4 separate regions of the Mus musculus genome follow, and regions 2, 3 and 4 are each linked to region 1. The links are chromatin contacts, called in public Hi-C, HiChIP or PLAC-seq and promoter capture Hi-C maps. All regions are on one chromosome and are shown on one strand. Each heading gives the region's core, a stretch centred on a gene start, on an enhancer-like site or on the middle of the called end of the contact. The rest is flanking DNA. Distances are from core to core; before and after follow the strand shown. Region 1 holds the start of Srf (serum response factor). Region 2 has its middle 23 kb from the start of Bicral. Region 3 holds the start of Gtpbp2 (GTP binding protein 2). Region 4 has its middle 16 kb from the start of Tbcc.

Region 1 (3,420 bases), core at 246-2,745:
CATACTCTGATTTGCTCTAGAGCTGGAAACCCTACCTGTACCAAAGGCCGGCGATTCTGCAGCCAGCCCCGAGGCAGCATGAGATTTCCACAGAAAGCAACGGAAGACACATGGGCAGGGCGGGACTTGGTCCCAGCTCGCTGTTCCTCAAGGCAGCAGCAGTTTCTCCCGCCTAGCTTCCTCACCTGGTTCCTAACCCTGCCTGTCCTTCAAAGCCCGTACAACTCGAGCGATGCCCACCTTTCCTCCCACTCAAGCTCTCTCGCTGCAGCTGTCATCCAACTCCTGCCTCCTCATCTCCAAACCTTCTGCTCCCTTTCCCACCGCCCTTCGCGCACACCAGGACACAGAGGATCTGCGGATCCCGGCGTCTGGTTATCCTGCACTCCTCCAGGACCCTCTGTCTCCCGCGCGCTGGTCACTCCCACCTCGGCGCCTTCGCCCAGGATTCCGGACGTTCGCAGCATCTCCCCTCTCCCCATATTTCCCCGGCGGCCCCTCCCCTTTCGCCAGGCCAGGGTACAACCATCCCCTCCCACACACCTCCTGCGGACTAGCCCGCCTCTCACCTCCGCCTCGGCTCTGTCTCGCTCCGGGGCTACCTTAGAGCGCACCCACCCTCCGGTTCCCCCCGGGGCGCGCCAACCTCCGGCTCCGGTACCTTCTTCATGATGCCCGTCTTCCTCTTGCTGAAGGTCGTGTAGCGCCGCAGCTTGTTGTCGATGAACTCCATCTTGATCTTCACGCGGCCCCGGGTCTTCTTCCCCGGCTTGGCCCCGCTCACCGCGCCGCTCACCGGCCCGTAGCCCCCGGCGGCCGCCGCCGCCGCCTCAGGCCCACCGACCACCACGCCGAGCTCCATCTCGCTCAGGCTCCGCTTGAGGCCGCGCCGCTCGGCGCCCAGCTCCTCCTCCTCGCCGGACTCGGAGTCGCCCTCGCTGCCGCTGTAGAGGGCCCCGGCGGTGGGCGCCGCTGCCGCTGCAGCCTCCCGCTCCAGACGACTCTGGCCGAGCCCCGCGCCGTTCCCGGGGACCCGGCCCCCGTTCGCCCCGCGAGTCCCGCCGCCGCCGCCCGGCCGCCCCGTCGGGGTCCGGTTCAGGTTGCCCCCCAGGGCCGAGCCCCGGCCCAGAGCCGCCGCGGCCCCAGCTTGGCTCGGTAACATGGCGCTCAGTGCAGGAGGGCTGACGGGCAAGTCAGCGAGGAATCGGGGCAGCTGCCGCCATCGGCTTCTCGGTTCCACCCGGCACTCGCGCTGTTACTAAAGCCGCTCTTGCTGCCGCGGCCGCCGCTGCGAGCCCGGGGCCCCTGCACGCCCGGGCCGACCTGGGCCCTCACTTTCCTGCCCCTATGGCCGGGGTTGCCCCAGGCCGCGCGCAGCGCCCCCTGTCCGTGTGCCGGGGAGGCGCGCCCTGCGGCCGTCAGCGTCCCCCGCGGGGCAGGGGCTGCTGGCCGCGGCCGAGACCGCGGGTGGAGGGGGCCGGGACCACGCGCTGGCTGCGGAGGTATCCCCCAACCCTTCCCCCCCCCATATAAAGAGATACAATGTTTCCTTTTATGGCGAGGCCGCTCCTTATATGGCGAGCCCCAGCGCCCCCGCCCCATTGGTCCGCGCTTCCGGCACCTAGGCTCCCCATTGGCCCGAAGGGGACACTTATTTGCATAGACATACCGAACTCGCTGCTGTCATCCCCGCGTCAGACCGCGATTCCGTGGGAGGGAGGAGCCAACTCCTTAAAGGAACAGTGGAGCCGAACCAGTTCCGCCCCCCTGGGTTGGAGAGTAGTGGAGTGTTGAAACTATCCTAGAGGAAGGAAGCCTGGGAGAGGACTGCAGGGCAGAAGAGGGAACCCCTGAATGGATGGGGTTTGAAACAAATAAAGAGGAAGACTTCCTAATTCCAGCGAAAGAGGGCAGGGATAGATTGGAGCGCTTCTCCCACCACTTCCTGAGTCTTTCGACTCCGCTAGCCCAGCGGCTCTGTCGCGCACTCTTGCCTTTCCCTCTCTTTTCAAAGGATCAACACTTTCCCACAAGTCTGGCTGCGAGGTCACATCGTTCATCATCCTCTACACTGGGGGTGGAGGGGTATCTTTGGCAGACACACATCTGGAGGAGGCACAGAGACATCCTCCCATCCATGATGGGGGCAGGGCGGAAAGTGAGAGATCAGTGAAGACTTCCAGCTGCCGGCTGTGCTAAAAGGGGGGTGGGGGGTGGTCTCGAGGCTAAAGCACAGGCCTGAAAGTACAGTGGGATAGAAAATTTAAGCAAGAGAGTGATCGACATTACAGGTCCACAGGAGTATTAAAAAATAAAAAGATAGAAAGGTTAAAACGTGGGTGTTACAAAGCCCAGGTTAAGGGTCTGAGAGTCTGAATCTTTGCTCCAAGCTAGAGAAAATATCTTGCACTTCTATGTTACTGAAACTATTTAAATCTGGCCGGACGGTGTGATATACACATTTAATTCTAGCTGTTCCTGAGGTTGAGACAGGAGGATTGCCTGGAGTTCAAAGCCAACCCGACCTACATAGTGAGTGCCAAGCCAGCCAGGACTATATAGCAAAACCAATCAAAAAGAAAAGTATACAAACATTGGGAGCTGAAGAGATGGCTCAGCAGTTAAGAGCACTGGCTGCTCTTCCAGAGGTCCTGGGTTCAATTCTCTGCAACCACATGGTGGCTCACAGCCATCTTTAACTCCAATTCCAGGTGATCTGACATCTTCACACAAACAAGTGACCTGGTCCATTCTCTGGTGTTGGTACCTGTACTGGCTGGTTTGCTGGTTTGGCATCAACTTGACACAGCTAGAGTCATCAGAGAGGAAGGAGCCTCTGTTGAGGAAATGCCTCCATGAGATCCAGCTGTGGGGCATTTCCTCAACTAGTGCTAAATGGGGGAGGGCCCAGCCCACTGTGGGTGGTGCCATCCTTGAGCTGGTAGTCCTGGGTTCTATAAGAAAGCAGGCTGAGCAAGCCATGAGCTTTCCAGTAAGCAGCACCCCTCCATGGCCTCTGCATCAGCTCCTGCCTCCAGGTTGCTGTCCTGTTTGTTTCTTATCCTGACTTCCTTCCGTGATGAACAGCAATGTGGAAATGTAAGCTGAATAAACCCTTTCCTCCCCAACTTGCTCTTGGGTCATGATGTTTCGTCCCAGCAGTAGACACCCTGAGACAGTGCCCATCCCTCAAGTTCTAAGTCCAGATTTAAAGGGGGCAAAGAGTAGAGGAAGCCACAGCAGTGGCCTGTGGCTAGGTAATTGGGGCTACATGTGGCAAGTCACAAACTTCCTGGTGTGTTTAATGAAATGGGTTTCCTTTAAGTGTTGTGAGGAGAAAGCGATTGGTTCGTTCTGTTGTACTAGCTAGCAACGAATAAGCTAGCTAGATGGGGTGGCTCATTCTTGCAACACCCAGGA
Region 2 (3,429 bases), core at 742-3,241, 300 kb after region 1:
CCCAGTGCAACTGTGCAAAGGTCAAAAAGTCAAACTGGGGCTGGGAAACAGCACAGCAGTACAGAGCTCTCAGTGCGCAGACTCAGGGCTCCAGGCAGCAGCCTGCAGGTGTCTTATGTCCCACTTGCCCTGCAGCCCGAGATGACCAACAACTTCCTTCTGAAACCAGCCGCCACCTGTTCTTCCTGCAAGATGCTGGCCATGCGTGAGAGCACCACAGCCTGCCCTCCATCCCCGCCTCCGAGGTTTCACTCCCTCTAACTCCTGCTCTTCTTTTCTGCCTTCACTCCACTCTCCTCCCACCCTGATAAACCTTGTTCTTAGATCTGAAATTCTTTGTCCTTTCTCAAGAATCCTGCCCCTTTATCAGACTTGCTGTTTTATTAATCTCTCCCTCTTGGGTAGATACTCTCAGCTCATGTGAAAATGTTGGAAAATGGCTCTGGAGGTAAAGTGCCTAAGCCTTGGGTTTGATCTCCAGAACCATGTTAAAGATGAAAGACTTGACAGACCTACACACACACATTCTCTCCCCACACCAAGTACTCAAAATGAGGCTGTAACCCCGCTGCAGTATTTACTCCCCACTCTTTGAGCCCAGCCCTTCAACTCACACGGCAGAGAAGCTGCTTGTCAGATGGGTGGGCATGCCGCCACGGCCTAACTCCTCAGCATTCCACTGGGCACACTACTGTCCTTGCACAGCTTGGTCCACTTCTGTGCTCTCACATGACTTGGGCTGCTCCCAGGACACACCCACCAGCCAGTGACTTCTAACAGCTCAATTTTGGTACCCAACAAGTGGCATATGAATCCTGTCACCATCCCTTGCCAGCTAGTCCTCTTCTGGTCGTCTCCAAATTCTAAGTGGCACCGTCAGCCACTCAAAGCTTGGCCCATAAATGAGAAGCATAAATGAGAGGCATTCTTTTTTTTTTTTTTTTTTTTTTTTTTGGTTTTTCAAGACAGGGTTTCTCTTTATAGCCCTGGCTGTCCTGGAACTCACTTTGTAGACCAGGCTGGCCTCGAACTCAGAAATCTGCCTGCCTCTGCCTCCCGAGTGCTGGGATTAAAGGCGTGCGCCACCACGCCCGGCTGAGAAGACATTCTTGATTCCTTCCGCTCTTGCAGGACCAGACTACAGTGCAAACCTTTCTAATCCCTACCTTTTACACAGCGGTCAAATCGTCTATAAAGAACATGAGCACTTCTGCACTGGTAGTCCTAGGACTAGGAAACTGAGGCAGGAGGATCACATGAACACAAAACTTGAGCCCAAGCAATTAAGCACGACTATGATACTGAAGTTTCAAAACAAAAATCCTCCGCAGTGGATTGCTCGTTAGCAATGCTTGCAGCCCTGAGTTCAAATCCCCACCCTACTCCCTTAGACCATAGCTTCTCACTGCAATTAGGACAAATCTAAGAATTCCCTAAGTGGCCTAATCACAGCAGCTCCAGAGAAGCTCGGCAGCCTTCGCTCCCTTTCAGTCTGCTCTACACAGGCGGCTTGGAACGACAAACCCTGCTTCTGAGGTGGCTAGCACAGCTCATGCCTTCGGAGAAACTTACTAGGCAGCAAGGGCTACTCCCAACTCATATGAAACCTCCAGCTTACAGGTTTTCTCCCACTGGCTGTGAATTCCATGAGTTCAGATGTCTTGTTTTAAATTCCACTCACCACTACTTTTAATGATTCTTTCCCTATAAACTAGACTATTTTAGAGAAACCACGGTTTTAAAAGCTTTTGGGCTTTGTGTCCACATGCAAGTGAAAACCTTTTAAGCTACACAGCTATCCTGTCTACTCGGCTTGGCTGGACTTGAAGGCGGGCAGTTACTGGCCTATCTGATTTCTCTCTAGCTCGGTGTCCTATCTTAATCTTTCCTCTTGAGTCACCTTGAATTCTAGGAACAAACAGGACTGATAACATCCCTGTGGCAAGGGCCTCCAGGGGCTGTGGGCCTGCAGGGCTGGGGCTGCCCGGATCCGGGATGAGGTGGCTGCTTGGAGCACAAGCCACTAGTTTCTCGGGAACCAGACTACACGGGGAACCGGACTCCTTCCTTCCACCTCCACCTCCTGCTTTCCTGGCCATTTTTCCTGTGTAACATCAAAACCCGCTGAGGATGGAATTCTGGGTAATGTCAGTGCCTGCAAGAAGGGTTTGATAAGTCTCTTGACCTGTCCCTAGTCTCAATGAGGCCACAATGTGTCAGCTTTTCACCCCTACTCCTCTTTTATTGGTGTACCTAGACCAGCGTGGAGTCTGGCCTGTTGGTAGGGCCAGAGCCAGGGCTTTTGCCCTAAGTACTCCAGTAATAGGGCCACAGAGATGGCCGAGGGGAAAGGTGATTCACTGTAAGCCCAACGACCCGAGTTTAATCCTCAGGACCCATGTGGTAGAAAGGAAATGTAATTTAAAAAACCCTCCAGTAACACTCAGAAGCAGACTCAGTACTAAGATTTAAAAATCTCATGATATCTAAATTCTCTACAAAAAAAAAAAAAGCTTTAAATGACTTTAATACATGGCAGGAAGAAAGGGAAAAATAATGAGCTGTCACTCAAACCAAAATAATATGGACCGAAAATCCGATGTTGCCCCCTCCCGCACATCAAGTTCTAGTCTAGTACAGTCTAGTTCTAAATCGGCGAGAGTACTAGCTGTCCCCATGGGCTCTCAAACAATGGACTCTCATTCCAACTTCTCCCTGATGAGGCCGGAATTTCAGTCCTGGAGGTGGAGTGCCACGCTAAAACTGACCACAGCTCATCTTGGTAAATAATGGAGATGGCAGATCTGTATTTTAAAGCACCTCCCAGTTAATTCTGATGGTCAGATTCAGTGTGGAACTTTGTGGGGGAATGCAATTTTTGCTGCTTAAAATGGCTACTAGCCTGAACTAGATTAATAAAAACAGTCTGTCATGAGTAAGCCACAAGTATTTAAAGCACTAAACACTTTCTGGAAGTGTTCAATGTATGGCAGTCCCTAACATCCACTGCCTACCTACTGTATTCAGACACAAAGAGCACCACACACTGTGACTTTTAACCACTAGAAAATTAACTATTTCCATCTCCCAGTGCCTCCAGAGCTTCCCAGACCTTCCTCCTCTCCTGTAACGTTTTAAGACCTCTACACACCTGCCCGGTATTTATCTATATAAGGAAACTTGGTTTTTACAAAATGAAAAAGTATGCCGGGCGGTGGTGGCGCACACCTTTAATCCCTAGTGCTTGGGAGGCAGAGGCAGGCGGATTTCCGAGTTCGAGGCCAGCCTGGTCTTCAAAATGAGTTCCAGGACAGCCAGAGCAATACAGAGAAACCCTGCCTGGACTGGACTCCCCCCATCCCCCCCCCCCAAAAAAAACCAGACAAAATGAAAAAGTACACTCTGAAGCTTAACTGAGTTTCTTCGATC
Region 3 (3,083 bases), core at 512-3,011, 400 kb before region 1:
CCACTCCCCAGGACCCTGGTCTCCCAGCAGGCATCCTGTGGCCTCTCTCCTCTGCCAGCCCTCACTTCTCTCTGTAGGTAGGCCAGGCTGTTCAAGAATGGGTTATATCATGCCCCACCCTTTCTTAAAGGAAGGTATCCATTAAGGAGAATTGGCTGGGATGGAATTGTGTGTTAAAGGGTGACTGCTGGAAGATCCGTGGATATTTAAAAAATAGTTATCAGTTGAGTGCAGTGGTTTCTGGCTGGTGAGAGAACCCGGCCTGTTTGTGGTGATAATGTGTGGGTGGGGTGGGGATGTCTCTTCCTTTCTATTCCCATCCTTTGAGATGTCTCACTGAATTCTCTAGTCTCCATCTCTAAAAACTTTTTTTTCCTGGCAATCCTGGTCTTAAGCATACAGGATAGCATACAGAAAAGACACCTACTTTCCTTTACTGAAGACCCAGGTAAATGGCTGATCTGCAAGGCTTTTCAACTTTTGGTTCTTTTGGTATATAGCTGGTGTGGAAACTATCCAATGTGGACAGCGACTGCATGCTCAATAGACTCGTCTCCTTCGATGTGGAACTGTGCAGAAGTTATGGACTCAACCAGGTCTGAACTCCTTCAGAGTACACCAGAGGTAAGTGCTCCTACCGTACCGTGGAGAACTTTCAAACTCTGTTCTATTTCTTGGCTATGTGTGAACACCTGGTTGTTTGTGAAGAGAGGGGAATGGACGTACTGTGAGTCATGAGATAGCCACGGCGCTGGAATTTGAACCCTGGCGTCCTGACTCTGTGCCCAGCAATTCTGCTTCTCCATTCTGAGCCTTTGGTGCCCCGTATACTGGTTTATGTCGCTCTGAGAGTTCTGAAGGACAGGAGAGACAGCTTGGCTAGAAAGACAAATCAGCAATCCCCTGGCGTCCTAGGACAAGTTCTATTCCTGGCTACTTTCCCCGCCCCCTGGTGGTTGACGTAACTGGAACCCCAGCTCCGCCCCAAGTAGGGGCCAGGCCCCTCCTCCGGACAAGTTTTAAACCAAATTCTGTTTTCCGGGATTGGCTAAACTTCAAAACAAAGGGGAGGAGAGATACTTGCAGTAGGCACCCTCCAAACCTTAGGCAGCTGGCTGCTTTATGGGTCCTGGACACGTGTCTGGCCACTGCGGTGCCTGGGGCTGCTAAAACCAACCCCCGGATTGTGCCACCCAAGTAATAAAACAGTGACTATATTGCAAGGGTGGCATAATCATCGTCACAATAACAGCTCTAATTATGCTATAACTACCATCTGCCTCCGCCCTAGCTTTTGCCCTGACTCACTCGACAGCACTCCAGCCGTCAGGAAAGAAACTGAGGCAGAGGTGGAGCCAGCAGGCTGTCAGATCCAACCTCCCCGATTTTTAACTTGTTGTCTGGGGTCAGCGCCGAAAGGTCAAACCCAGTTCAATTCTGATATAAGCCCTTCACCTCCGGTTACTGTCCCTAATCTCAGGCCACAAAGCCTTCCTACTGCCCCTAGAAGAGAAGCCGCTGGCAGTACGGGAAACTGGGTGCCGACTACAACTCCCCTTAGTCTTTGCGCTCAAGGCGCGCTTGCTGCCCTCGCCCCCGAAGCCACCTGTGACTCTCGCATAGCGATGCCTCTTGGGAATTGTAGTTCGAACTCGCATTCTTTAGCACTAAATCTCATAGCTGCGGACTCAGTATCCCTTGATGCCCTGCGGCTTTTTCTGACGCGACTAGGAGGACAGGGAAGGCAGGGGCGTGGCCTACAGTGGGCCACACCCCGCTCTCCTCCGGCTGGCCCGACTCGGCGGTGGCAGTAGGGGCGGCGGCAGTGGCGGGGGGGAGGGGTCGGGCGGGGGGCTGGTGGCAGCGGCGGATGGACTCGCGGGTATCGGAGCTGTTCGGCGGCTGCTGCCGGCCCGGAGGAGGCCCGGCCATGGGTGGAAACCTCAAAGCTCGGGGGGCCGGCGGTAGCAGCAGTTGCGGGGGCCCAAAGGGGAAGAAGAAGAACGGAAGGAACAGAGGAGGTAAAGCCAACAACCCTCCGTACCTGCCCCCAGAGGTGAGCACCTGAAAAGTGGCGGAGCCATGGGGAACTACTCTTCCGGTCCCCGAGACTCCAAGGAGGCGGGAGAGAGAAAATCAATCCCCCTTTCCGGTGTCAAGACCCAAGGGAGGAAGGACCGGGGAAGAGAACCCCTCCTCCTGTTCCAAGACCCCTACAAAGCGGGATCGTCAAGACTGGACGATCCTTTTCAGTGTCAGGACCTCGGGAAGGGACTGCCCCTTTCACCTCCATAACCTTTGGATTAGTGGGAACCGGGGATCCTTTCCTCTTGAGAAGAGCAGAGGATGTCTGAACCCCTACTTACTCTGGGAGTGGGGAAGGAACACTGTACTGGGAAAAGAGGGCAGGCAGAGTAACCAACGTTTTTCTAAACTTAATCCACAGGGAGAAGGGGAGTAGCCGGGACAAGAGCAATGTGTTCCTTCCCTATTCTTCAGTACCCACACACATTAAACCAGAGAACAGTTAGACGTAGCCCTCTGCCCTTTCCTTGTCCTGTGGGGCTGTGGACACAGAGAAGAGTCCGCACGAACCCGCTCTGGGAGTCCTCAAGGCAGAGAAGACTACTTTCCTTCCTCTTAAAATAGGAGAACCCAGTCGGGAGCTAGTGGGCTCGCCTTTAAGTCCCATCACTCTGGAGAGATGGCTCAGCGATTAAGAGCACTGTCTGTTCTTCCAAAGGACCCCCAGTTCAGTTCCCAGCACCCACATAGCTGCTCACAACGGTCTGCAACTCCAGTTCCAGGAAGTCTGATGCCCTCACACACATACATGCAGACAGAACACCAATGCACGTAAAATAAAAATAATGTAAAAAAAAAAAAAATCCCATCACTTGGGAGTCAGAGGCAGGGGGATCTCTGAGTTCAAGGCCAGCCTGGTCTACAGAGCAAGTTACAGGATAGCCATGGCTCCACAAAGAAACCTTGTTTTGAAAAACAAAGATGGGAGAACCCAAGGTGGGAAGAGCTTCAATGGGTGATTATGACTTTTAAGTGTGCACCAGAGTGATTCAGGTTGC
Region 4 (3,207 bases), core at 565-3,064, 320 kb after region 1:
AGAGGACTAGTTCTGTTCCCAGCATGCACACTGGGTGGTTCACAACCATCTGTACCAACGGCTCTGTTACATCCAGTGCCTCCAGTTTCCTTGGGTACCTGCACACACTTGCAAACACATGCACTGACCCCCCAACACATTACACATCACCCAAAATGAGATATTTTCAAACAACGGCAACAAAAAGTGGCTGGGTGGTGGTGGCACATACCTTTGATCCCAGCACTCAGGAGGCAGAGGTAGGCAGGTCTCTGAGTTCTAGGCCAGTCTGGTCTACAGAGTGAATTTCAGGACAGGCAGGGGTTGCACAGAGAAAGCCCATCTCAAAAAGAATAAAAAAAAGGGGGGGGAGGGAGAAAAAAAGGTGGAAAGCGACTGCAGAGGCCACCAGATGGTGACCTCTGGTCACCACATGCACACAAGACAAAGGTCAAAGCTAACATTTCAGAGCAGAGGTAAGTGCACGCAGAGAGAGGCAGATTTCCACTGAGTGAGGAAGAGGGGGGAAGAGATTGCCCAGTGATAGTCTAGGCTCTGAGGCCCGCCTGCTTTACATTCGTGCATCCGACCTGCACTTCGTAGCATTTATTTTTATCTCATGAGCATTTGGCTTGCATATATATAGGGATGTGTACTGCGTAGAAGCCTAGCACTGGAGGAGGCTAGAAGAGTGTCAGATCCCCTGGAACTGGAGTTACAGCGCACTGTGAGCCACCATGTGGGTGCTGGGAACTGACCCAGTCCTCCACAAGAGAAGCCAGTGCTCTTAACTGCTGAGCCGTCTCTCATGCCTTGCATTACTTTTTAAAGTTATTTTTTTACTCTTCAATGAAGATAGGGTCTCACTATATAGCCCAGGCTGGTCTTGAACATGTGGCAAGTCCTCCTGCCTCCACTTCCCAAGTGCTGCAATTACAGGCTCAAACTACCACACACAGCAAATTCCAGTTTTGATAATGGAAGCTTGCCCGACAGCCTCTCTCCAGTGCAGGTCAAAGGAATAGGCTCCTGCTGTGGTAAGCCAGTCTCTGCCGGACAGGAGACCAGCTTTATTTGTAGGACTGTGCAGAAACCCCGTGGATTGGGTAAAAAGCTCTTCTGGACCATGCTACTCCTTTTGCACCTTAAATCCTCGCTCTGAGCCAGCCTTTGGTTGGTATCAGCACTGGCTACAGACATTGGGTAAGTATATGCCTATTTTACAAGTTCAGACTGGCCAGGCATGGGGGCACAAGCCTTTGATCCCAGTGCTGGAAGTTCGAGGCCAGCCTGGTCCACAAAGTGAGTTCCAGTACACCTAGGACTATTACAGGGAGAACTCCTCTCTCGTAAAACCAAACAAACAAACAAAATACAAAACAGATTCACACTTTGGTCTTGGAGCACAGATCATTCTCAGGTGATCTCCATTTCATTTCCATTGACCTCTGTTTGGCCCCATTGTTTTTTCCAGGGAACCATGGCAACAGCCTTTCTCAGGCACTGCCGACCCCCCCACTCCCCCCACCCCCAGCTCCAACTCTTTCTCTTCACCTTCCCATCCCGAACCCACCCAAATGCCAGGAACTCTGATGTTCCAGAAACTCCTGGATGCCCACAGGATTCTAGGAAGCAGAGCCTGGCCAGTTCTGTCCCTGTCCCCGTCTCTCGTGACATTCACTTCCTCTGGCGGCTCCCCTGCCTGCCCTTTCCCCTTGCTTCTCTCTTCTTTGTACTTCCAAACAACTTCCTTTTCCTTGATAACACACACCACCTCGAGTGACTCATAATTAGTCATGTCTATCCCTGGACTCCCAGCCTCCAGGAGACGAGGACCAGGCTTTGTCTATTTTTATCCCTTCCCATCTCCCCCGGGGCCAGCTGTGGCATCCTGCGTCAGTACGCTAAGCCACCATTTCTTGACGCTAGGTTCTGTCAAGGCACCTGGCTGGTGCTGGAGGTAGCGGATGCTCTACAAAGGCTGGTGACTGGTCCTCATTAACAGGGCGTCACTCACAAAGTGTTCTCTAGACTTAGGATGTTCAGACAAAGATGTCCTCCCCTGCATGGGTGTGTGCAACTGAGGAAGCACTTAGGCTCATGGGTGGCAGTCTGAGAGAAGCAATGAATGAATCTCTCAACATTACTGTTTTTACCCCTCCCCCAAAAAACGGCGGCAAGGGGAGCACAATGGTTAGGGGGAGAGATGATTGCTCACCAGGCCTACACCAGGCTTGAGTTTGATCCCTGGGACCTACAAGGTGGGAGACAACCTGAGACTTCCACAGTAGTCCTCAGACTTCCACATGCTTGCTCCGATGGTTAAACCCCCACACATACAGCAAATAGATACATAAATGACTGTTTTTAATTGAGTCACGTCTTAGTCTTATATTATCCCAACTAGCATGCTTCTCCTTGTTCCCTCCTCGTATAACTGCTTTAAACACAAATAAAATAAAAACAAACAACAAAAATAGGGGGTCTCACTCTGTAAGCTCAGGCTGGTCTCCAACTCTTTTTTTTTGTTTTTGTTTTCTTTTGTTTTTTGAGACAGGGCTTCTCTGTGTAGCCATGGCTGTCCTGGAACTCACTCTGTAGACCAGGCTAACCTAGAACTCTAAAATCTGCCTGCCTCCGCCTCCCAAGTGCTGGGACTAAAGGCATGCGCCACCACTGCCCAGCTGTAATCCTCCTGCCTCAGCCTCCAAAATACTGGGATTTCAAGTGTGAGCCACCACCTGGCCTAATTGTGGGAAAAGAGAACTCTGAGCGTTCCTCCTCAGGGTCCATGTACCTCGGGTGGGTTTTATTTTGTAACTATACAGGTGTGTGTGAACTTGCTTGAGTGTGTGTGTTTGTATGCATGGATGCCCCAATTGTGTAAGTACTCACAGGTGTGTAGAGGCTAGAGGACACTCTCATGTGTTCTTTCTCATTGGCTCTCTACCTTGCTCTTTAAGATGGGACTTCCCAGAGGCAGGGACTCTGCAGTAGGCTAGGCCAGTCGGCCAGCAAGGTCTAGTCGTGCCTTCCCAGTGCTGGGATTATAAATGTGGATTATAAATATTGGTTCTAAAAAGCAAGCTCACGTCTTCATGCTTGCAATAGCAAACACTCTACTGACTTAGCTCTCCTACTCCAACAGACACTTACAAATAAATAAATGTGATAAAAATTTTAAAACATGAGGGCTGGAGAGAGAGCTCAGAGGTTAAGAGCATTGGC

What was found. A called contact is a pair of places that touch in the nucleus more often than the background predicts. HiChIP or PLAC-seq counts read pairs in DNA pulled down with a chosen protein or histone mark. Capture Hi-C pulls out chosen DNA fragments and counts their contacts.
Region 2: a Hi-C map of myeloid progenitors shows a contact between it and region 1, with 2.7 times the contacts expected there. The contact joins the enhancer-like site here to the promoter of Srf in region 1. A contact is called at or near these places in 7 of 484 Hi-C or Micro-C datasets (CD4 T cells, CD8 T cells, Sertoli cells and 4 more), 8 of 115 datasets of contacts at active chromatin or transcription factors (bone marrow-derived macrophages, effector CD8 T cells, embryonic stem cells and 5 more) and 1 of 9 other capture datasets (liver).
Region 3: a promoter capture Hi-C map of pancreatic islet shows a contact between it and region 1. The contact joins the promoter of Gtpbp2 here to the promoter of Srf in region 1. A contact is called at or near these places in 6 of 39 promoter capture datasets (the 3T3-L1 cell line, cranial neural crest, erythroid cells and 3 more), 4 of 484 Hi-C or Micro-C datasets (CD4 T cells, CD8 T cells, erythroblasts and 1 more), 4 of 115 datasets of contacts at active chromatin or transcription factors (bone marrow-derived macrophages, effector CD8 T cells, epiblast stem cells and 1 more) and 3 of 9 other capture datasets (adipose tissue, embryonic stem cells and pancreatic islet).
Region 4: an HNF4G HiChIP or PLAC-seq map of pancreatic cancer cells shows a contact between it and region 1. The contact joins the enhancer-like site here to the promoter of Srf in region 1. A contact is called at or near these places in 3 of 39 promoter capture datasets (embryonic stem cells, neutrophils and pre-B cells), 4 of 484 Hi-C or Micro-C datasets (CD4 T cells, the HL-1 cell line and embryonic stem cells), 6 of 115 datasets of contacts at active chromatin or transcription factors (the SCID.adh cell line, embryonic stem cells, extraembryonic endoderm stem cells and 3 more) and 4 of 9 other capture datasets (adipose tissue, embryonic stem cells, liver and 1 more).

The regions. Positions count from the first base shown.
Region 1 is chr17:46,554,667-46,558,086 of GRCm38.p6, forward strand. Srf (serum response factor) reads right to left here and starts at 1,496. Exons shown (of 7, transcript NM_020493.2): 1 at 662-1,496. The coding sequence starts at 1,162.
Region 2 is chr17:46,852,805-46,856,233 of GRCm38.p6, forward strand. It overlaps a transcript of Bicral not described here. Among named protein-coding and RNA genes, the nearest start is that of Bicral, 23 kb to the left of the region's middle. Within about 2 kb of position 1,992, at least 73 of the 459 cell types and tissues checked have an H3K27ac peak or open chromatin away from gene starts, as enhancers often do. A contact at or near this core is called in extraembryonic endoderm stem cells, heart atrium and myeloid progenitors, where this site is marked.
Region 3 is chr17:46,159,271-46,162,353 of GRCm38.p6, forward strand. Gtpbp2 (GTP binding protein 2) reads left to right here and starts at 1,762. Exons shown (of 12, transcript NM_019581.3): 1 at 1,762-2,056. The coding sequence starts at 1,871.
Region 4 is chr17:46,872,552-46,875,758 of GRCm38.p6, forward strand. It overlaps a transcript of Bicral not described here. Among named protein-coding and RNA genes, the nearest start is that of Tbcc, 16 kb to the right of the region's middle. Within about 2 kb of position 1,815, at least 116 of the 459 cell types and tissues checked have an H3K27ac peak or open chromatin away from gene starts, as enhancers often do. A contact at or near this core is called in the HL-1 cell line, adipose tissue, liver and 3 more, where this site is marked.